Regions from separate parts of the Mus musculus genome. Here region 2 is linked to region 1. A link is a contact called in public Hi-C data. All regions are on one chromosome and are shown on one strand. The core of a region is the stretch at or near the end of the contact, and the rest is flanking DNA. Distances in the headings are between cores, read along the strand shown.

Region 1 (4,096 bases), core at 1,148-3,647:
GTCACCAGTGTGATTCTGACCCCCAGTTACAAAGAGAGCCTGGGAGGAAACAGTCTGTCCCTAAGGAACGCAAGCTTCACGGGTGAGACCTGTGTTCTCATTCGTATGAGGGAGGAGGTGGGAGATAAGGAGGTAAACGTGAAAAAAAATCCAAAAAAGTAACCAGAGCCTGGGGTATGCTGAGAGTTACTGGGAGGTGGGAGAGGGGTAAACTGACCTTAACCAACGCTTTACACCCCAATCCTGCAGCAGAGACTGCTGTAAGCACTGAAGGTGCCCCAACAACAGAGAGCGGACATGACTTGCCCAAAGCAAGCTCCTCCCATCTTTGATTCTGAGTTGTGTAGGACACGGGATGGAGACCCTGCCCTTCAGCTCTGAAAGCCAAGCTTCCTGATGGTGATTCTCACGTGAGCCAATGCCCCTGGGACAATCTTCCAGCTCCAGAGTAACCATCTCCCACCTGGATCATGGTGGGTGCGAGGTTCTAGAACCCTGCGCTATTCTGGGTCGGGGTTAGCCAGGGTGAAGTAGTCCCCATCACACCCTGGAGGCCACCTGCCCTTGGGGCAATGGAAAGTGTGACCCGGGGGGTGCTGGCCCTATGTTCCCTCCCCATCCTTCCCAACACCAGGTCCTCGTGACCCACTGTGACCTCAGGTAAACCAAGTTGGAAATCCCAGCCCAGTCAGAGAGCCTGTCGCAAAATAAGGCGGGTGGCGCGTGACACAGGGCCTTTGAGGTCGTCTTCTGCTTTCACATGCATGCGTACATACATATGCATCTGTACACACACACATGCGTGAGCACACTCAAACTCTCTTTTGATGCAAGGAAAGTTCTAGAAAGTATAGGGTCAAAAGGGTAGTCACTAGCCACTGTGCAGTGGGTCGGTGGAAATGAAGAGTTTCTCCAGTTGAAACTCTTCTTGATAGAGGAGACAAGGGGGCTGCATTACCAGACACTAGAGGAACATGGGTCCCTAGGCCAGAGATTCCCTATCATCGTGACCCTGGCTCCAGCACTGATAAAGCAGAGGCGGTCCCGTGGGTAGTGACAGGGTAAGCGGCTGAGCCACAGGCACAGAGGCGCCTCTGGGACAGATGGGAGGGACCCTGAGAGTAGGCCCTGGGAAGGGGGCCATGGCGTCCTGCCGGCACACGCGGTTGTCCCTGTAGGCCTCTCTTGGAAGGGGAGCTGCTCTTCCTCCATCCTTCTCCAAGTCAGAAGCAAGGCTCACAATGGAGCAATCAAGACCACTCTTCGGGCTTTGTTCTAGTCAAAGGAGACGGGGGTGCTTCTGGGGGCTCCATTCAAAGCCCAACTGGTAGGAAGCCACAGAGCATCTGAGGCTGCTCTATTTCAGGGCCTCTCTGCTTCCTGTTCCCAGCTTCCTGTTCTCCCCCCATCCCCTGATACCCCGGAGGGGCCGGGAGGACCAAATACACCAGCAAAGAAAGACCTGGGCCGGGGAGGGGCAGCTCCTTGCTCTAACCCTCTCTCTCTCTCTCTCTCTGCACGGTCCCCCAGCTCCGTGAAGGATGTGCAGTGTCCCACCCTGCTCTGAGCGGCTCCCCTATGCTGTCGCCAGCACAGCTGTCTGAGGTCATGTGACTGACAGGCGTGAACGCTTTGCAGTGGCCTCTGTCTCATGGGCACCAACCACTTAGTGCCCAACCAGTCTTTAGCGGCCCTGGGGTTTTCTCCATACCCCCTACCACCACAGAAGCCTGCTTGTCCCCACAACTTCCAGAAGAGTCACTCACTTTAAGTCTCTGCACAAGCCCCCGGTCCCTGAGAATGGCTGCCAACCCTGGAGGCCCAGCAGATACAGAGTAAGCACTCAGATCAGTGCTTCTGAACCTGTAAGTCCCTGTTACAAAAAAATAAAATTCAAATTAAAAACCTAACGGAGCCGGGCAGTGGTGACGCATGCCTTTAATCCCAGCACTTGGGAGGCAGAGGCAGGCAGATTTCTGAGTTCAAGGCCAGCCTGGTCTACAAAGTGAGTTCCAGGACAGCCAGGGCTACACAGAGAAACCCTGTCTCGAAAAAAAAAAAAAAAAAAAAAAGAACAAAAACAAACAAACAAACAAAAACCCTAAAGGAACTAGAAATTAGAAAGAAAAAAGCAGCTAAGTAGCTGGTGGCACACCTTGTCCCCTGTTCATGTGACAATCACCACTACCACCCATCCCAAAGATCTGCCACCCTGTGGCCTGCTCCACTCTTCCTGCCATCCATGCCCCCATCCTGCACCGTGTTCTGCTGCCGCTGCTGCTGCTGCTGCTGCTGCTGCTGCTGCTGCTGCGCTGCGGAGTCTGCCTCAGCTCCGTCCTCACCCACACAGAACAAAACCATTCTCCCCCCTGACTACCCAGCGCACATCTCCACAGGGCAAACCGTACCAGGTGTGTGGCAGCAGCCGGAGAGTTATCAAATGTTGGGGTTTTCATCCACCCCAGATCCATGGGGTTAAGCTAGCCTGCCTTGAAGAGGCCTCTGTGTTGAATGAGTGAGTGATCTTCAGTTTCAGACTTGGGACGATCCAGCCAGGAGGAGACAAAACAGAGGGTCCAGATTGCACCCTGTGGGGCTTCGCAGTCCCTGGGAGGGAGGAGTCTGGTGGAGAAGGCATCAACTTACTAGTTTAAGACTAGACTTTTTAGCTACACGGAAAGGCGGGGGCGGGGGGGGGGGAGAATGGGGGTGGGGGTGGGGGTGGGAATTAGCCAGACCCGAGGCGTTTAGAAGCTTCAGGGAAGTAGTTACAATTTTTGAGGGCACAAGAGTGTTAAAAACAGGAAGGAGCCGTGGTGGCTGGCTCAATGCTGCCCCTTAGTGGATATGTACAGCAGGCACAGCATGCAGCTCTCCCAGGCACTTTGTCCAATGTGGATCAATTAATTCAACCTGGTCAGGATGCCAGAGACCAAGAGCCTAGGGCGGCAGTTGCCTGCCTACAACCGGAAAGTCCTGCTACAAAGTTTAGGGGAAGTTGGAGAGGTGGGGAGGGCTCTACGGTACAGTCCTCGGAGTCCCGAAGTGCGGGATGTTCTAGTGGTCAAAGGTCAGGAGTCAGCTCAGTTTGTGGGATCCCGAAAGGGTCTCTGGGGTGGGATGGGGTGGAGGAGCTTTGGGTCTGAGGATGTAAATGGGGAGGGACAGGGAGTTCTGGACAGAGGGGGCAAGCCTGAGACGGGACGCCCACACTTCATCCGGGGTGCCGCAGAATCCGTGGCTCACCAAGATTTAGGGGCAGAGTGTTCTCTGGAATTAGGAGATCTAGAGTTCAAATCCTGGCTCTCACATAACAAACCAGGCATCCAGCACATGCCTAGAAGCCCAGCCCTGAGGAGGGCAGAGACAAAAGGACAGCTGGGACTTGCTGGCTCCAGCTTCGTGAGTCCCAGGTTCCAAAAGTGCCTGCCTCAAGGGACCAGGTGGGGAGTGAGGGAGACACATAGCCTGCCCCTTCCTCTGAGCTCTGGGCACCACACGGGTGTACGCATCCACATACACAGAGATGTGGGTGTGCTGTACATGCACCTACACAAGCATACAAGTAATTATAAGTATATATGTTAGGGCTTGAAAGGAAATGGAGACCCATGGCCAAACAGGGCTAACTCCTTAGGTGTGTGTCTTCAGTCCCTGGAGAGAGACGTGCTTCAAGTGCCTGCTGGGTTGTCCTGGGCCAGGCAAGGGGAAGCGGATATTCAAATCACTTATTAAACTCTTACTGTGTACTGGATATTAACACACACCCCCTGGAGCAGATAACAGAGGGTGCCCAGTGATAGGCAAAAGCCCACAATGTTGTGACATAGCTACCTGCGGGTACCACAGAAGGAAGGGCTGGTGGCAAGGAAACCAGAGGGGTGATCATCATTCCCCAAAAGGAGTGGCACCAACCTTGGCCCTGTGTGCCACGGGGGTCTTGCAAAGCAGCAACAGCCATAGCCACTGGTGTTCCGAATCCAAGTCCTGACTCATGAGAAGTGGGAAATAGCAAGCTGTTGCCATGGGAACTTCAGAAGGACCTGAGATGGCGTAGATCTAGCAGCATGACCAACATCGCTAGTGTTTTGTTTTG
Region 2 (4,264 bases), core at 113-2,612, 570 kb before region 1:
TGGAATCCAGAGAAGTAGCCCATGTTTACCCTGTGTGGCTGGCATCTGGTGGGTCTGGGACATTTCCTTCCCTTTTGCCATTGCACTGGAATAGGAGCTGGAGTTGTTCTGTTCCTGCTGACGCCCCGCTGTGTGGGGCCAGTGTGTTCTTTCTCTGCAGTTCCTTGAGTCTCTTCTCCCAACCGCTCAGACTTTGGCTGGAGTGATTTTCAGTTCATTCACTTTGCCAGTGAGGCCCAGGCTGCCGTTCTAACTGAAACGCCCTCTTTTCGCTGGCCCTCTTGAGGACAGCCTGGCTAGATTGCTGGGGTTCTATGTTGACAGTGTTTGCTCAGTCCCGTGAAGATACTGCTGGCTTTGACATCCACTGATGCTGGTGCAAACAAAGGTGGCTGTGGCTGTGACTGCTCACCCTCTGAGGACTCATCTCCCTTTTCTGTTGGAACGCCCCGTCCTCCAGCTCCGAGCCAGCCTCGGACCAACAGAGCCCTGTGTCAGAAACAGGGCGGAACCTCTAAGACCAGCACTTGTCTTATGTTCTATGCTTTCACTTCAGCATCTGTGTGTGGGTTTGTGTTCATTGCAAGCACTCAGTGTCTGTTGAAAGCTTCTCTGTTCGCTCTGTGGAGCTCAGGTTAGATGTGTGTTGGACCAACGTAGTAGTCAGGCCTCAGCCCCGTCCGTGTCTGCAGTGTGTTCTGAGGAACTGCTCAGATCCAGCTTCTAGCTCATGGGGTCTTCTTGGGTTGCCCTCAGCTTTGCTTAACTCATCCATCAACTGTGAATCTTAGAAATTCTGAGTTCACTTTCTTAAATGTACTCAGTTTGCTGCTGCCTGCCCTGCCGCACAGTAGGTGACTGCACAAGCCGACTCCAGGCTGGACGCAGCCAACTCTGTCCTTAACCTGAAACTGTCACTGCTTCAGAAGCCCGTCCCTGCTTCTTTCTGTGTTTATTGTCACAGCTGGTATTGGTTTTCAGTACCACAGAGGTCTGGGTGGCTGCAGGTGGTGTGGGAGCATTGTGCTCCTGAGCTGGGCTGAGCTGGGCTGCACCAGGGCAGGGCTCACCTTCACCCCACCAGCTATGTAAGGTCCACAGACAGCTTTATGCAAAGATCTCAGTTGTCATGTCCTCTGTGCTGACAAACACTGGGTCCCTACCTGACATGGTCAGGGGTCCCCAGAGCAGCCCCTGGCAGGCTCCCAGACTCCTTTGTAATCTCAGTGCTCTCTTCATTTTGGGCTCCTGTGGGTTGTACCACTTCCCTTGTGGTAAATAGAGTGTGCAAAGGGCCGTCTGGAGCCGACTTGAGTTGCACTTTGAGAAGTTTTCTACCAGGCATACCGGCCTGCCGCCTCATCAGATAGCAAGAGAACCCACAGGGCTGCTGTACTCTGGGGCTTCTGCCTAGGCAGGATGAAGAGGCTCTTGTATAAACCGCAGGTCACCTGGGGGGGCGGGGAGGGGGGGTGGAAGGAAGTGTTAAGCAGTAAAGGAAAGGCCTGAACTGGAGTGAACTCTAGGTTTGCTTGGTCCCTGGTCTGAACCAATTATCACTAAATATAAAAGCATGCACCTAGCCAGATGCAGGCCCACATAAGGACCATGGCATCTGGTACGCGCTGGTCATGCTGAGCGTTGCATCCAAGGTGGGCAGCAGCATTTCTGCTCCAGGGACCATACAGCACCTCCCCCTCCCCAGTGAAGGAAGCGCTCCACTGTGTAAGTGCGGGTAACAAAGCTGCACCTGGCATTCCAGACAGTCTTGGGACTGTTTTCCTCTCAGTGTTGGAGAGCGGCAAGCAGATGACACAGTTCAGGGTGGCACTTGGGAACACCAGATGCAGCACACGTGTGAGGTGTGTGGTGGTGGAGAGAGCAGAACACACTTGACTGGGTGCAGATGCAGAGCGTGAGGCTGGCTTGCTCTGTTCAGAGCTGGCTTCTGCCTGAGCCTTTCCCCCAGAGAGCAGAGTGTATTTGGTGGTGATGGAAGGGAGGGAGGGGGTAAGTGTGTCTGCAGTCCTTGGGTCAGGCCTTCCCTCCCTCTGTGTCTTTGGAATGCCTTCCATCCCCTTTCAGGACACCCCTTGTTTAAAGGGAAGCAGGCAAATTCTCTTCGCTTCAAAAGGTTCTTACTGCTGACCATGCTGGTGAAGCAGCTGAGGCTCCAAGGAGGGGATCCAGTCACCCTCTGAAGTTTGGGTAAAATTAAAGTCAGAGTTGTATTCCTTGTTCATCAGAACACAACCCCAGTTCTGTCAGCAGAGCTCCAAAGCTCTTCATAGGCATCTCTGTTTGTTGGTGGTTCATACTTACAGATGGGTGATGTCAGTCCCAGGGTTAGAAGAATCCTGATTTCTCAGAGTGGAGAGGAAATCAGCTGACCCCATTGTGAGGGTAGTAGCTACCTTCTGGCACTTCCATCATGATTTGTCTGGAAAGCCATAACCTCTAGGCACCCTCAACAGACCTGATCACATGTAGAAGATGCAGGCCACCTCACCTAGAGGAGTCGCTGATGCTTTATAGATGTTGGACCTTTGGCCATCTCCTTCCTAATACTAAGGCCCTCCTCCTGCTTGAGACATCAGCTGCTAAGACACTGCATTACGATGGCTCTGTGATCCCAGAAGAGGCAGGTCCCACGTGGGGAAAAGTGGGCCAGCTGGGCCAGCAGCAGCTAGCACAGATATGACTCTTTCATCTGGCAGTATGTTGGCTGCCACACCCGTTCACTCCAGTGCCTGCTACAAAGAAGAAGATTTGTAAATGTTTGTCACCCGACCGTTGAATGATTTATCAAGAGCCAGATAGAAACAACTTATTTATCAGAATGGAATTATGTATTCATCATGGAAACTCTCCTAGCTGTTCTTATAGAAGAGACACATCTGTAAAACCCAGCCTCACATAGAGATGACTTTTGCACGTACAGAGCAAGAGAGACCTTTAAACTAAAAATCTATGCATTTATTACCAGACTGTTCAGGGTGGCTTGTTCCTGGAGATGGGCCACAGTGGACCACCACATTCTTCTGTTACATATTTTATTGTTAAGCCTTAACTATAAGAAGCCTTATATATAAAGCGTGTCTTTAAAAGTAGACTTGAGGACAGTCAGAATAGCTGACAGCTAGGATTCTGAAGCTGTGTTTATCAGAAACAGTGTAATCTTCCTGACAGGGACGTAAACAGAAATAGAAAATTTGCTGCCTGGTCCCTTATGACAATGCAGCTCTCATTCCCAGAGGGCCCCTGTCCACCTGCACTACAGAAGGGAGAATGAGAGCTCGCAGTGCGTCGCCTGCAGCTGTCCTGGAGACTCAGTGGATGGCAGCACACGTCTGCCTGCACCGTGCTTGCTGCTAACACTGCTGAACCTGCATTTGATGCTCCGCTAATCTATCGACTCGGCGGCCACATTAGTGCAGAGCACCTGCTCCCACATTGTCGCTGGGGGGAGTTTCCCCTTCTCTCAAGCATCTCTGAACACCTCTGAGAACAACTCAAGTGGTCGTGGGTTAAGACTCACCCAACCAGGGCAATAAAGAGAAAAATTAGTCTAATGCATGGTCTTAACAAGAGGGAGTGTGAGCATGAATAATTGATGTCACTAGGCTGTGGCAATCAGATCAAATGAAGTCCCATTTGCTCAACCTTATTAAAAGAGAGAGAGTGTGGGAGGGAGGGGGCCATGGTAAAGGTCGTTAAGGGACTTGTAGCGTGGAAGACCTGCCTTGGAGATGGGAGTGTGTTTTCCAATCTCTGTGGTCTTTAACTAAGCGCAATGGTAAAGGTTCTCTTTGGGTAGTTCTGATCCTTTGAATTATTGAGCACTTTAGAACTACTTGACTGCTGACTTGGATGTCTTCATGAGGAATTTGCAGAGGCCTTTTGGCGGGGATTATCTCTCCGCATCACTCAGAGATGATTCATCCACTTGTCAGAAAGGAACTAAAAGAAAGTGGAGGTGGCAGCTGCTGCTGGTGTGTGAGCCTCTTTTGTGCTTCTCCCTCCCTCTGCCACTGAAGGCCCGCCTGCCTGCTGTGCATGCTGGTGTGCTATCGAGACAAAAGTGTCAGTCCAAAGTATTGAAATCTCTGTGATGATCATCAGATCCAGGATGGTTTCGTTTTTAGAAAATTAATAGATCTTTTAAAATTGTTACACAGAAGCTGTAATGGGTCGGGACTGCAGTGGCATTTCTGTGCATGCGCAGAGCAGGGCCGCACCTGGAACACCTTGCCTCAGAGCTGCT

Evidence for each region. Hi-C and Micro-C count contacts between places; a contact is called where the count stands out from the background.
Region 2: a contact with region 1 is called in a Hi-C map of the CH12 cell line, with 4 times the contacts expected there. The contact joins two enhancer-like sites. A contact is called at or near these places in 4 of 39 promoter capture datasets (hippocampal neurons, pre-B cells, second pharyngeal arch cranial neural crest and 1 more), 2 of 15 datasets of contacts at CTCF or cohesin (large pre-B cells and pro-B cells), 37 of 484 Hi-C or Micro-C datasets (the 63-12 cell line, the C2C12 cell line, CD4 T cells and 26 more), 5 of 115 datasets of contacts at active chromatin or transcription factors (T-cell acute lymphoblastic leukemia, astrocytes, embryonic basal ganglia and 2 more) and 1 of 9 other capture datasets (embryonic stem cells).

The regions. Positions count from the first base shown.
Region 1 is chr5:117,508,477-117,512,572 of GRCm38.p6, reverse strand. The region is part of intron 3 of Ksr2 (kinase suppressor of ras 2); the gene reads right to left. Among named protein-coding and RNA genes, the nearest start is that of Gm42013, 26 kb to the right of the region's middle. Within about 2 kb of position 2,397, at least 39 of the 459 cell types and tissues checked have an H3K27ac peak or open chromatin away from gene starts, as enhancers often do. A contact at or near this core is called in CD8 T cells, the CH12 cell line, Th1 cells and 1 more, where this site is marked.
Region 2 is chr5:118,079,254-118,083,517 of GRCm38.p6, reverse strand. The region is part of intron 7 of Fbxw8 (F-box and WD-40 domain protein 8); the gene reads left to right. Among named protein-coding and RNA genes, the nearest start is that of Gm30466, 11 kb to the right of the region's middle. Within about 2 kb of position 1,362, at least 108 of the 459 cell types and tissues checked have an H3K27ac peak or open chromatin away from gene starts, as enhancers often do. A contact at or near this core is called in CD8 T cells, the CH12 cell line, Th1 cells and 1 more, where this site is marked.